2 separate regions of the Pan troglodytes genome follow, and region 2 is linked to region 1. Evidence: chromatin contacts called from public Hi-C data. All regions are on one chromosome and are shown on one strand. Each heading gives the region's core, a stretch centred on a gene start, on an enhancer-like site or on the middle of the called end of the contact. The rest is flanking DNA. Distances are from core to core; before and after follow the strand shown.

The links. Hi-C and Micro-C count contacts between places; a contact is called where the count stands out from the background.
Region 2: a Hi-C map of stem cell-derived neural progenitor cells shows a contact between it and region 1, with 4 times the contacts expected there. The contact joins the promoter of ADCY9 here to the promoter of CREBBP in region 1. A contact is called at or near these places in 1 of 7 Hi-C or Micro-C datasets (stem cell-derived neural progenitor cells) and 1 of 1 datasets of contacts at active chromatin or transcription factors (stem cell-derived excitatory neurons).

What each region holds. Positions count from the first base shown.
Region 1 is chr18:6,525,823-6,533,119 of NHGRI_mPanTro3-v2.0_pri, reverse strand. It overlaps CREBBP (CREB binding protein), which reads left to right and starts at 4,356. Exons shown (of 31, transcript XM_523285.8): 1 at 4,356-4,674. The coding sequence starts at 4,590.
Region 2 is chr18:6,757,686-6,764,982 of NHGRI_mPanTro3-v2.0_pri, reverse strand. ADCY9 (adenylate cyclase 9) reads left to right here and starts at 2,608. Exons shown (of 11, transcript XM_016929306.4): 1 at 2,608-2,741; 2 at 2,946-4,681. The coding sequence starts at 2,989.

The DNA of each region.
Region 1 (7,297 bases), core at 3,107-5,606:
TTTTTTTTTTTGAGACGAAGTTTCATTCTTGTTGCCCAGGCTGGAGTGCGATCTTGGCTCACTGCAACCTCCGCCTCCCGGGTTCAAGCAATTCTCCTGCCTCAGCCTCCCAAGTAGCTGGGATTACAGGTGCCCCCCTACCATGCCCAGCCATTTATTTATACTTTTAGTAGAGATAGGGTTTCACCATATTGGCCAGGCTGGTCTCGAACTCCTGACCTCAAGTGATCCACTCACCTTAGCCTCCCAAAGTGCTAGGATTACAGGCGTGAGCCGCCGCATCCGGCCAACAATTCCAATTCCATTTCTTTCTCTTTCGTTTCTTTTTCTTTTTCTTTTTTTTTAGACAGTATCTCACTGTTGCCCCAGACTGGACTGCAGTGGTTTGATCATAGCTCACTGCAGCCTCAACCTCCTGAGCTCCAGTGATCCTATTGCCTTGGTCTCCCAGGCAGCTGGGACTACAGGTGCACGCCACCATGCCCAGTTCATTTTTTAACATTTTGTTGTAGAGATGAGGGTCTCACTGTTGCCCAGGCTGGTCTCAAACTCCTGGGCTCTAGAGATCCTTCCACCTCGGCCTCCTAAAGTGCCGGGATTATAGGCATGAGCCATCATGCCCAGTCCTTTGATTGTTTTTTAATGTGGTATCTGAGACTGGAGAGGGTGAGGTTTGTGGAAAGAGCAGGAAGCCTTAGGTGTGCACCGGAGTGAAGGCCCTTCGTGGCTGGGTGGCTTGTCCTCCTTTGTGCCTTATTTCTTCATCTGTGAAATGAGGACAATTTTTCCTTCCAGGATTGTAGGAAGTGCTATCCATGGGAGGCATGGCAGAGCGGCCTGGTATCCCTAAGGCACTCACTTGTTGAAGGTGATCCCCAGCTAAGTGAGTGCAGGCAGGAGCCACGCTTCCCTCCTTGCTATTCCCCCATCAGTGTCTGAGCTCAGGGTTCTTTGAGTCAGACTGAAGGGAGAAGAAATCGAAAGGAAAGAAAAAACAGGTATCAGTGAATACCAGAATTGATCAAAATGATACAGGTGAGAACAATGAGACAGAAAAAGGGACTGCAGAGCCGGTATATTTTGAGGGTGGAACGTGGTGAGACAGGAAGACTAGGGTCTTTGGAGAGTGAGGACATGGGTTCCAGGCCCAGCCTTGCCATGTCCGGGTTATTTACTTCTGAGTCCTTGCGACTGAGTTCCCTTGCTTTCCTCTGTAAAATGGAAACCTGTCAGGGAATGGCTCAAGCTCCTGTGCCCACTTCTGTGTAAACCACTCACCAACGGACCCCTGGGGGGCTGCATGGTGTCTCCACTGCCCCAAGGCAGGCCCTAAGACCTCTAGGTGGCTGGACACCTTGTCCCGTTTGAAGAGTGGCCTGGAGCCACCTCAGGCTGGGGCCCACCCTTTTCAGTGGCCTGAAGGCCTCTAGGACTCAGAGCACCTGACACAGCTCATCACTCATTCAGTTTTACAAACCTACTTCTTCTTGCAGAGCACTGTTTATGTGACTAAGACACCATCTTTGCCCCGAAGGAGCTCACAGACCCTTGGTGAGATGGACACCCAGAGCATTCAGATACAGGGTGTGGCCTGCCCTGTGCCACTGATACACTTCTTGCCATTCCTGTGCAAACTGACTTCTTGAATACTTCCATTTATGGCTTCCAGGGTGTGCTATTTTAACTCCTTGAATATATGGGGATCTCTTTATGTTTGGCCAAGGGGATTAGCACAGTCTCGATACCCTTGGGATTCTCAAGAGCTATTTGATGCATAAGTAAAAACATGAACTAATTCGGGGGCAGTGGAGGTGGGGAAGATGGGGCAGGATGTGTTATGTGTTCTCTCACAGAGCCCAGAAGTGATATGGGAGCCGAGGAGTGGGCTAGGAGGGCTTCCTGGAGTAGGTGACATTTCAACTGGGTTCTGGAGGATGAGTTAGAATTTGCCAGGCATGTCATCTCAGCACAGGGACCAGCATTTGAAAAAAAAAAACAAAAAAAACCTGAATGATGTGAACTGCCTACTGGCCAAGTGGGTGTAGGATGATGATGGTGAAGTGAGCCATGTAAAGTAGAAGAGACAGATTCAAGAGCGGTATCACGGTCCAAGATTTTGAGCAGTACAGGTAAACACAGAAAAGCAGAACGATCACTCAATCTTGACACTCAAGGACAGTCACCATATGTACATACACCTATGTTTTTAAGAGAATTCATACGTGTTCTTTTTTAAAGAAAGACTATGTAGTGTTTTCTTTTTCTATGTCAGGGATTTTGTTTTGTTTTGTTTTGTTTTGTTTTTGAGACGGAGTTTCACTCTTGTCGCCCAGGATGGAGTGCAATGGCGAGATCCCGGCTTACTGGCCTCCGCAGTTCAAGTGATTCTCGCATCTCAGCCTCCCGAGTAGCTGGGATTACAGGCGCACGCCGCCACGCCCAGCTAATTTTTGTATTTTTGGTAGAGATGGGGTTTCACCATGTTGGCCAGGCTGGTCTTGAACTCCTGACCTCAGGTGATCTGCCACCGCGCCTGGCCAGGGAGTTGTTTTAAACAGATTTTCTCCCTCTCTTTTCGGGATGTTAACTCTGGTGCTGCGTGGGGAGAAACGTGGAGAGCAAAGAACACTTAAGTGAGTAGCTGCCACCATAGCCACCGGGACAGTGCGGGAGGAGCAGTCTCCCAGGTAAAGACCGTGGGTAGAGGGGCGCGTGGCGGGTGAGAGGGAGGAATCCGCGCTGACTCACGGGTTTCTGGCTTAGGAAACAGTGGAGCTGCTGATACCTTTATGAGGAAGCCGGGCAAGTTTGGAGGCGCAGATAACTAACTGGGATGGGAACACCTTGGGTATTCGTAGAAGTGTCCCGCGGGCTGTGGTCTCGCGTGGGGGACTCCCCAGGCCCGCACCCCTGTCTGGGGCACCTGCGAGGCGCCAGGCAAGTTGCCTGGGGCGGGGAGTGCGGCCTGGGCGTCCAGGCTTAAGCCCCGATGCGGGGGCCCTTCTCCGCCCAGGCCGGCCCTGGCCACCCCGCTCTCACAGGTGAGGGTGTCTGCCCTGCCGCCTTGGGATGCGAACAGGCGTGAGGCCCCCTCACTCCCTAGTGTCACGAGGTAGGGCGGGACCCGAATCCCGGCCCTGCCACTTCCTGCCTCGACCACTTTGGAGCAGTTGCTCGCCCCCCGCCTCAGTTTCCCCATCCGCCCACCTCGTCGGCAGGACCCAAGGGCGGTCTGTAACCTGCAGAGGCCATTCCACTTCCCTGGCCGGCGGCGAAGGCTAGTGGCGCGGCCTGGGCTGGGGTCGCCCCGACCGTTCCCGACCGACGCCACCTAGGAGGGTCTGGGGAAGGGACGCAAGGAGCTGGGAACACGCAGCGCCGCCCCAGCGGGACGGGCGGGCCCGGGCTGGCGTCGAATCCGCGCCCGAGAGCCCAGCCCGCGGCCAGGCCGCCGCTCCCGGAGCCCGCTGGGGCCTGGAGCCCCGGCCCTCTACGCCTGGTCGCCATCAGAACAAAAGCTGTGGCTCAGCCCGGAGCCCAGGCGCCCCGCAGGCCTGGCCCGCGCCCGGCCGCCCGCTTCCCTACGCTTGGCGGCCGCGCCTTCAGCCCTTCGGCCCGAGCACGCTCGGCTCTTTCCGCCACGGCCGGCGCAGGTGGAGGGGGCGGGGCGGGGGCCGTGCGTGGTGACGCCGCGGGGGGGTGACGCACCGGCGTGCCCCGCCCCCACCCCCTCCCCGTTCAGGCTCTGGAAAGAGAAGAAAAAAAACTTTCTTTTTTTTTTAATTGAGGAATCAACAGCCGCCATCTTGTCGCGGACCCGACCGGGGCTTCGAGCGCGATCTACTCGGCCCCGCCGGTCCCGGGCCCCACAACCGCCCGCGCACCCCGCTCCGCCCGGCCGGCCCGCTCCGCCCGGCCCTCGGCGCCCGCCCCGGCGGCCCCGCTCGCCTCTCTGCTCGGCCTCCCGGAGCCCGGCGGCGGCGGCGGCGGCAGCGGCGGCAGCGGCGGCGGCGGCGGAACGGGGGTGGGGGGGCCGCGGCGGCGGCGGCGACCCCGCTCGGCGCATTGTTTTTCCTCACGGCGGCGGCGGCGGCGGCGGCGGGCCGCGGGCGGGGAGCGGAGCCCGGAGCCCCCTCGTCGTCGGGCCGCGAGCGAATTCATTAAGTGGGGCGCGGGGGGGGAGCGAGGCGGCGGCGGCGGCACCATGTTCTCGGGGACTGCCTGAGCCGCCCGGCCGGGCGCCGTCGCTGCCAGCCGGGCCCGGGGGGGCGGCCGGGCCGCCGGGGCGCCCCCACCGCGGAGTGTCGCGCTCGGGAGGCGGGCAGGGGATGAGGGGGCCGCGGCCGGCGGCGGCGGCGGCGGCGGCCGGGGGCGGGCGGTGAGCGCTGCGGGGCGCTGTTGCTGTGGCTGAGATTTGGCCGCCGCCTCCCCCACCCGGCCTGCGCCCTCCCTCTCCCTCGGCGCCCGCCCGCCCGCTCGCGGCCCGCGCTCGCTCCTCTCCCTCGCAGCCGGTAGGGCCCCCGACCCCCGTCCGGGCCCTCGCCGGCCCGGCCGCCCGCGCCCGGGGCTGTTTTCGCGAGCAGGTGAAAATGGCTGAGAACTTGCTGGACGGACCGCCCAACCCCAAAAGAGCCAAACTCAGCTCGCCCGGTTTCTCGGCGAATGACAGCACAGGTGAGGAGGGGGTCCGGGGCGGCGGGGACCCGGGGCGCGCTGTCACCCCCACCTGAAAGAGAGCGTCCGGGGGTCGTGGTCGCGGATACCGATCGAGCCGGGAGCTCGGAGCAGGCCCCGCAGCCCGTTCCCCTCGCCCCGCGCGGGAGGGTGGAAGTTCGTCGCAGGACTTGTCACTGGGCCCGAGTTGGTCAGCACACGCCCGGTGCACTCGGCCTCCCCGCACCCGATCAGCCCTCCTCGCGGGGACCCTAGTGGCACTCCAGGAGGGAAGAAGTAAAGTGCAGCGTGTGGGTTTTTTTGGTAATGCCCTACGCATCCATCCGCGGCCGTGTCCACACGCGTGGCCGTCCAGAGGAATGACAGCGGAGGGTACCTTTGATGCTTAGAGAAAGCAAGATCGCGGCCAAAGGTAGGGCAGTGTGTTTTCTGGATTGGCGACACATTGACCAGGCTGCAGTCAGAGGACACTCACAGCAGCCGCCAGCTTGCGAGTTAGAACCGAAGTTTCTTGGAATGAGTGAGTTCCTTGGAAAGATGCTTAGTGCTTATTTTCAAAACTCCTTGTTTTGTGTGTGTGTGTGTGTGTGTGTGTGCGTGTGTGTTTTTAGTCAACTAGTCATTCCATTTTTCAAAACCCAAACTTCGTTAGCAAGATGTCATGAAAGTTGCTGTGGTGTGTTTCATTTCCATGTATAACTTCAAAAGAAAGTTAAACAGCAGATTTAAGTTCATTTGGGCTGCAATCTACATTTGAGTTTGTGTTGCTTTCACAGTGTAGATGTACAAAGAATTATGTTAAGGAATGTAGGAATTCCAATTTTTCAAAAAAATGTAGCAGGATACTGAATAAATCATCTTTTTGTTTGTTTGTTTCCTTTCATTAGACGGCTTCCCTGGAAACTTTCTTAAGTTATCATAGCTGCTTAAGAGAAGTATTTAGTTTTCTATTAATTCAGTAATTCTGGGTCCCACTGCGCTGGTTCATAGTAACATGAACTAGTTGTATTTCCTCTTTTAGAGCTCTCTCCTTTGCCGCAAAAACTTGTGTGCCGCTGCGAACAATTCCATCTCCAGCGCAGCTTGCATTTCTCCAGTAGTCTTGCAGTGGTAGCATCTGAAAATCAGTTTCTAATGAATGAGTCCAAATTGAATTACGTCGCTGCCTTCAGATTTGCACTAGACACAGCTGTTCAACTTGTGGAAATAGTTCTGTGACCGACCACTAGCATATTAAAAAAACTGCTATTGCTGTTGAAACAAAACTTGAATTTTGTGGCTTAAGTTTGAATACAATTCCTGGAATCAAGTTATGATAAGCGACGTTTAATATTAATGTAGAAGTGAAAAGCGATTTTTAAAGATTAAGGAGATTCTTATCTAGTTAAAATTTGTTAAACAGTGGGGAGGAGTAAATGATGCCCATGGTATATAAAAATCACAATAATGCTTTTCTTTTTAGCTGATAAAAGTTGAGTTTGACGTTAATCTTATAAAATGAACTTATTGAAGTGAGAAATTTGGAAACAATAGTTTAAATGCCGTTGTACTGCAAAACATCTCCGTTGCTTCATTAATCTTGCTGTGTTTGAGTAGTCTTCAGTTCTGTGAGACGTAGGTCATACGAGGCGAGTTCAGCTTTGAAGCTTGTCTTCTGAAACTGGTAACCTGGATGGCTTTGTAGCTTTGCTATTGTTGAATGAATTTGTTGTAGATTTTGTCTTAAAAAGGGGGACAATTAGTAACACAAGACTTAACAAAAAGGCATGTCCTTATATGTACATCCAGCTGTTTCCAAGATGGAGCCCAAAGGTTAGCTTTTTCCATAGTAGTGTCCATTATTGGATGATCAGATGCTTAATAAGTTGATCAGAAAGGATTTTCCACACTTAACCACCTTTTCCCCCTTCCTTCACAATTTTGATCCTTGTAAGGCACAGGGGCTCTTTCGTGGGACCAAAAGTCAGCTTTAAATGGCTCCGATTTAATCCAAAGTAGAAAGTCAACATCATACTTAAGTTGGGTCATGTGTTACACATTCATCACCATCACACTATTGTGAAAGGGTCTGTTAGTATGGGGGACCACGGAAGGGCTCATTATCAAGCACATTAAACAAGGGGCTGGGCGCCGTGGCTCATACCTGTAATCCCAGCACTTTGGGAGGCGGAGGCTCGTGGATCAACTTCAGGTCAGGAGTTCAAGACCAGCCTGGCCAACATGGGGAAACCCCATCTGTACTCAAAATACAAAAACATAGCCAGGCATGGTGACATGCACCTGTAATTCCAGCTACTTGAGAGGCTGAGGCATGACAATTGCTTGAACTCGGGAGGCAGAGGTTGCAGTGAGCCAAGATCGCGCCACTGCACTCCAGCCTGGGTAACGGAGTGAGACGCTGTCTCCAAAAGAAACGAGGGACACTTTGTCTGTTGTAACTGCTCCACTAAGAAATTGAGTAATGAGATGGACAGAGATCTTAGGGATGTATTTTAAACAAATAAATGGCTTGAGTTTTTACATTAAATACATTCAAAAACTGAAGGCATTTGGTTAGGTGGGACAGACCTGAGAATAACATTCTTGAGGAACTCAATCTTATTTTAGTGACGGGATGTGTCTC
Region 2 (7,297 bases), core at 1,359-3,858, 230 kb before region 1:
GGTCTGTCTGCCTCAGCCTCCCAAAGTGCTGGGATTACAGGTGTGAGCCACTGCACAGGGCCCAGCTTCCCCTAAAAATGTTAATGTCTTACCTAACCATAGTAAGAGGATCAGAACCAGGAAATTGCAGATCTTATGTGAATTTTGCCCGCTCTCCTGCTACTGTCCTTTCCTGTTCCATGTTCCCAACCAGCATCCCATGTTCCATTTAGTTGTTGTATCTATCCCCTTAGGGACAATTCCTAGATTGTGACAGTTTCTCAGTCTTTGTCTTTCATGACCCAAAGTGTCCAAGGACACTTTTGATGGGTACTGGTTAATCACTTTGTAGAACAGGTCTCAATCTGGGTTTGTCTGGTGTTTTCTTGCGATTGGATTGAGATTACACACTTCTGCAGGAATACCACCACAATATGTTACTTTTAGTTTTCTCCTCCTTTATTGTGGTAAAATACACTCAACATAACATTTACCATTTAAACCACTTTATTTTATTTTATTATTATTTTTTGAGATGGAGTTTCACTCTTGTTGCCCAGGCTGGAGTGCAATGGTGCGAACTCAGCTCACCACAACCTCCGCCTCCTGGGTTCAAGCAATTCTCCTGCCTCGGCCTCTCGAGTAGCTGGGATTACAGGCATGTGCCACCACGTCCGGCTAATTTTTGTATTTTTAGTAGAGATGGGGTTTCTCCGTGTTGGTCAGGCTGGTCTCGAACTCCCGACCTCAGGTGATCCGCCCACCTCGGCCTCCCAAAGTGCTGGGATTACAGGCGTGAGCCACCGCTCCCGGCCTAAACCACTTTAAAGTGTATGATTCAAGGGCAGTATGTAGATTCATCCTGTTGGATCATTTCTAGACTTTTTCATCATCCTAAAACGAAACCCCAAGCTGCTTATCTTCCTCCCCTAGCACCTGGCAACCTCCAATCTGTGTCGCCTCTACGGATTTGCCAATTCGAGACATTTCATCTGGATGGAATCATACGCTATGTGGCCTTTTGTGTTTAGCTTCTTTCACTAGCATAACGTTTCCCGGGTTCCTCCACACTGCAGCATGCATCGGTGCTCCATTCCTTTTTGTAGCCGAGTAATATTCCATTGCATGGACAGATCACATTTTACTTTTATTTTCTAATTCAACAGGGGCGCTGGGCCTGGGAGGCGAGGGAGGGGATGGAAGAGAGCCCCGTGACTGGCAGGAGGCACTGTGGAGTGTGGGGAGAAGGGGTCGGGATCTGCATGCTAGAGAGAATAGGATTTTATTTACACGTGGCAATGTTTATGGAGGCCAATGCACAACTGCCATTATAGGACGCGGACTCCTTTGAAAGTCTCATTTGTGTAAAAGGAAAAGCAATAGTTCATGAGGAGGATGAGAAGGGCTCAAGGACAGCAAGGTAAACTACCCCTGGGGCGGGGGAACGTGGTCGTCGGTGGGCCCAGCTTTGGAGGTTTGGCCCGCGAAGGTCGCCCCGTGAGCAGGTCCAGGGCAGGCCGAGTGCCCCGGGGCCCGCATTCATTGCTTACAGAGCAAGGGGAGCCTCCCGGGAGGGAAATCCAACGGTTGGAAACTTCGATTTATCCCAAAGGCGTGCCGAGTGGGAAGGCAACATTTTGATTTCTCAAACGTTGCGGCCAGCGGCTCCTTCCACGGCAGGCGCCTTCAGGTCTCTCCGCAGGGTCGGGACCCCGGGCGGCGCGCGGCCTCTGGGGCGCCGAGAGAGGCCGGGCCCACAGCGCCCGGAGCGCGGACAGTGGCCACAGCCCGCCGCCTAGAAGCGGCGCCGCCCGGGGCGGAGGGCGGAGCCGAGTGCGCGCCCCGCCCCGCCCCGCCCCGCAGCCCCAGCCCCAGCCTAGCGCGCGCACCAAGGCGGGGCGGCGCGCGGCCCGTGCGCGTGTCCGGGGCCAGGAGGCGGCGGCGGCGTGCGCGGGCCGCGCGTGCGCGCTGCGGCTGGGCGAGGGGCGGCGCGGGCGCGCGTCTGTCAGTGACAGCGGGCGGGGCGGGGGCCGGAGATGGTGGCGGCGGCAGCTCTTCCGACATGAGGCAGCGGCCGCGGGGGACACGGCGGCGGGCGCGGCGGCGGCCGCATCTCTAGCTCGGGGAGGCGGCCCCCGGCGTGGGCGCGGGCGGGCGGGCGTCCCGGCCGGCGTCGCGGGAGCCCGGCTCTGCGGCAGCGTCTGCACCGCCGCCCGGTGAGGGGCCCGCGTCCGTGGTTCCACGCGCTCGGTCCCGGGACAGCTGCGGCCGCGGCGGGAGCGGCGGCGCACTCGGGGGGAAGCAGGCCCCGCTAGACGGGCCGCGCCGACGGGCTCCGCACTCGCAGCCCGGGGCGCCCCCACCCCCAGCGCCCGCCGCCGCGGGCAGGGCCGGCCCGGAGCGCGGGGGGCGGCCGGGGAGCGCGGGCCGGGGGCGCCCGCCGAAGCTCGCTGCTCCGGGTCGGGGTCGGGGTCGGGGCCGGGGCCGGCCGCGCGCCGCCTTTGACGCATCGGAGCGCGGCTCCTGCAGGATGGAGGGCTCCGCGCCGCCAGCGGAGTTGTTTGTGCGCAGGCGGCTCGCGGGGCTGGGAGCGCTCAAGGTCTGAACTTCCCTCCGGAGCCGCAGCTGGAGGAGGCGAGCGCGCGAGGAGGAGAAGCCGCGCGGCGCGGAGGCCACCCTCGGGGCGAGAGGCGCGGAAGGCGAGCGAGCAAAGCGGTCCCGGAGCCACGCGGCCACGCGGCGGGGACCCCCGGGCGTTCTAGGTCCGTCCCGAGCGGTTCTCGTGCGCCTCGAAGGTGGGGGCGGTGGGGGCGGTGGGAGCACCGCTGAGCCGGGAACCACAGGAACAGATGGTGCCTGTCCAGGTCGCGTGCTGGAGCCGCCCCTTAGGACAGGAGCAGGTCCCGGGCCTCTAGGCGTGCGTGCCTAGGTGGGAGCGCCGCTAACTCTCCCCGTTTTGCTGGCAGGTACTGGTGACCCCGGCCGGGGCAGGCCCCGGGACTCGACAACATGGCTTCCCCGCCCCACCAGCAGCTGCTGCATCACCACAGCACCGAGGTGAGCTGCGACTCCAGCGGGGACAGCAACAGCGTGCGCGTCAAGATCAACCCCAAGCAGCTGTCCTCCAACAGCCACCCCAAGCACTGCAAATACAGCATCTCCTCTAGCTGCAGCAGCTCTGGGGACTCCGGGGGCGTCCCCCGGCGAGTGGGCGGCGGAGGCCGGCTGCGCAGGCAGAAGAAGCTGCCCCAGCTGTTCGAGAGGGCCTCCAGCCGCTGGTGGGACCCCAAGTTCGACTCGGTGAACCTGGAGGAGGCCTGCCTGGAGCGCTGCTTCCCGCAGACCCAGCGCCGGTTCCGATATGCGCTCTTCTACATCGGCTTCGCCTGCCTTCTGTGGAGCATCTATTTTGCGGTCCACATGAGATCCAGACTGATCGTCATGGTCGCCCCCGCGCTGTGCTTCCTCCTGGTGTGTGTGGGCTTCTTTCTGTTTACCTTCACCAAGCTGTACGCCCGGCATTACGCGTGGACCTCGCTGGCTCTCACCCTGCTGGTGTTCGCCCTGACCCTGGCTGCGCAGTTCCAGGTCTTGACGCCTGTCTCAGGACGCGGCGACAGCTCCAACCTTACGGCCACAGCCCGGCCCACAGATACTTGCTTATCTCAAGTGGGGAGCTTCTCCATGTGCATCGAAGTGCTCTTTTTGCTCTATACCGTCATGCACTTACCTTTGTACCTGAGCTTGTGTCTGGGGGTGGCCTACTCTGTCCTTTTCGAGACCTTTGGCTACCATTTCCGGGATGAAGCCTGCTTCCCCTCGCCCGGAGCCGGGGCCCTGCACTGGGAGCTGCTGAGCAGGGCGCTGCTCCACGGCTGCATCCACGCCATCGGGGTCCACCTGTTCGTCATGTCCCAGGTGAGGTCCAGGAGCACCTTCCTCAAGGTGGGGCAATCCATTATGCACGGGAAGGACCTGGAAGTGGAAAAAGCCCTCAAAGAGAGGATGATTCATTCCGTGATGCCAAGAATCATAGCCGATGACTTAATGAAGCAGGGAGATGAGGAGAGTGAGAATTCTGTCAAGAGGCATGCCACCTCGAGCCCCAAGAACAGGAAGAAAAAGTCTTCCATCCAAAAAGCTCCTATAGCCTTCCGCCCTTTTAAGATGCAGCAGATCGAAGAAGTCAGTATTTTATTTGCAGATATCGTGGGCTTCACCAAGATGAGTGCCAACAAGTCTGCCCACGCCCTGGTGGGTCTCCTGAACGATCTGTTCGGTCGCTTCGACCGCCTGTGTGAGGAGACCAAGTGTGAGAAAATCAGCACTCTGGGAGACTGTTACTACTGCGTGGCTGGCTGTCCCGAGCCCCGGGCCGACCATGCCTACTGCTGCATCGAGATGGGCCTGGGCATGATCAAGGCCATCGAGCAGTTCTGCCAGGAGAAGAAGGAGATGGTGAACATGAGAGTCGGGGTGCACACGGGCACCGTCCTTTGCGGCATCCTGGGCATGAGGAGGTTTAAATTTGACGTGTGGTCCAACGATGTGAACCTGGCCAATCTCATGGAGCAGCTGGGAGTGGCCGGCAAAGTTCACATTTCTGAGGCCACCGCAAAATACTTAGATGACCGGTACGAAATGGAAGATGGGAAAGTTATTGAACGGCTGGGCCAGAGCGTGGTTGCTGACCAGTTGAAAGGTATGTGCACTGCTTTACCTCGGCATCCCCCCTCCCTGATCCTGATTGTATTAAATTAAAAAAAAAAAAAACTTCCAGCCTCAGTGTCTGCAGACAGCTCAGGTATCTCAGAATGCCTTACCATGGGGGGATCTCAGGGTCAGTGTGACTTTTCTTTCAGCGGGTCAAATATCACAGATCTGTTCACACTGCAGAAAGGGACGCTGTGCAGAGATGACCTAGACGCGACCTTTAGAAGGAAGGAGAACTTTGAACGTGCATAACCACTGGTTGGCTGAAATGTGGGGGCACGTCCGGTGAATGTAAGGGTATGGAGCCCTTCAGCATTCAGCACTGTTTAGCACTTAAGGAAATTGCCTTTGCATTCATTTGGTCACCCTGAAGTCCCATCCAAATGTTTCTCTCTGCCCTTTTTGCGAAAACGTGGAGAATAAAACCTTTCTCCTCTCTAGGCCTCACTTTGCTTATCCTCAAAATAGGGATAGGAAGTCGGCGCAGTCCTGCAGGTCTCTGGAGAATTAGACGGAGTTACTTACCTCTGAGTACACACTGTCTTTTATCTAGGTCTTTTTTTTTTTAAAGTTTGCATTTTCAGCTTTCAGCCATCATTTGTTTAAGGATATTTTATTATCATAGTATTTGCCTTAAGTGAAGAGCTTCATATTGAGCTTCTCCAGCCACCAGGTGATTTGGAAGGGAGAAACGTACCTGCAGGAGAGCTGGTATTCCCCTCCCTCATCCTCTCAGGTTTGGATCTGGTGCCTGGTCCCTGGTTTGAAGCTCCTTACTGCTATTCTTGATGTTTTTACTGGGCTGCTTGTTTTTTCTAATATAGGACAAAAGTCTTTGAGATCTGGAAAATGATGTTAAAATAAGTAGGACGAAAAAGAAAGATTTTGAGTAATCTGCTACATTTCTTCCCCCACTTCCTCCTTTTTAAACAGTCCTTATGTTTTACTAAAATCTTCAGGATTGAGGGGAACATCTGTTGTGGAAGTATGTAGAGAAAATAACACTGATTTTTTTATAAGCCTGCTTTTGTGAAGCTGTATTGTATTTTGTGGTCCCCACACACTGCATACTTAAACAGTTAAAAGCCTCAGGAAAGGGAATCCTCGGAAGAAGTAATTAATAGTTCCAATCAGAGATGGCAGAAGTAATAGTTTCAATCAGAGACGGCAGAAGTAATAGTGTCAGTCAGAGACGTCCAGTGGTTGAGGCAGGGCCTGCATAGGTCGTTGGTGTGAGATCATCCTGTGTGTCCAGTTGGCATTCTCTTTCTCTGGCTTGTGATCTGAGCTCCTGTATCTTTTATGTATTTGTTCTCTGGCAAGGGAACATCATCTTTCTTCTGATTTTTCTTTATTTTACTAACTTTGCTGTTGAAGATTTTATGGATGTAGACGAAAGCTGTTTTCACCCGAGAATTCCCCTAACCTAGAGCACTTTAAGGACTATGTTGACGAGGTCAGAAACTACACTTTCTGTTCACTTGAAAGATGCTGCCGTGACGAGTGTCTTTCCGTTTAGGGCGGTGGCACTCGCTCTTGAGTCTGAAGGTGTCAGTGGACGGGGCTGTGGGTGTAACCCCCTGCTTGCCACCTTGGCATTTTTAGGGCCTAGGTGTTGCGAGCTCTGTCCTTGGAGACTGTGGGACAGTGGAGCTGGGCGGCAGTACGTTGAATTAAATATGTTGGCCCACAGGACAATGAGAACGTTTTGTAAGCTGTGCTTTGTATGCTGTATTACTCGAATTTCAGAAATGAAAAGGGTGTAATTATTAAATATGTTTGGAAATTGCCAAGTCATTGAATACCTATTTTGTGAATTTATGAGTAGTTTTATTTTTAAGTTTGTAGATCAGGGGTCTCAGACACAGAGCCAAAAAAAAAAAAATGCTAGAGTGGGTTTGTGTTTTTTTTTTTTAAACCTCAAATAGTGTAAATTTGGTAAATTAACTTTTCTTGTCATTTGTGTACATTGTATATTTATAAAAGTTTTAGTACTGTAGGGAGTAGGGAAGATAGAAGGCTTAGCTTAGCTGCTGATTTTTTAAAAGTGATATTCTTTCCTTTAGCTCTTTCTCTGAGACCACGATTTTGTTTTCTTGAGCTCATTTTACAAACCTTTGTGGATAGGACTCCAGGAATAGAGTATGTCTACACAACTTCCTGGCCCTTTTGGAAACTGTCCTTACAAAGCGAAATTGAGATGACAGCACGGTTTGTAGAAGACCCTTTCACACACATAGTTAAGCTTATCTACATGTAAGATCGATTTTAGCCTCTGCCTTTGGGCTGGTGGCAGATGTTTTCTCTATACAATATTGGGTATTACGGGAGGCTGAGGCAGGAGAATTGTTTGAACCCGGGAGGAGAAGGTTGTAGTGAGCCGAGGCTGCGCCACTGCACACCAGCCTGGGCGACAGAGCAACTCTGTCTTAAAAAACAACAACAACAAAAACAAAAAAACCCCCCAATACTGGGTGTATTAGCCTTTCCCTCTTACCCCCTTTTCTGATCCCAGGGTTAAAAAGCAGCCAGTAGCGGCCCTGCAGGAATGGGCATCCATAGGATGAGAAGGGGCTTCTAGAACTAGCCTGGGAGCACAGAAGGA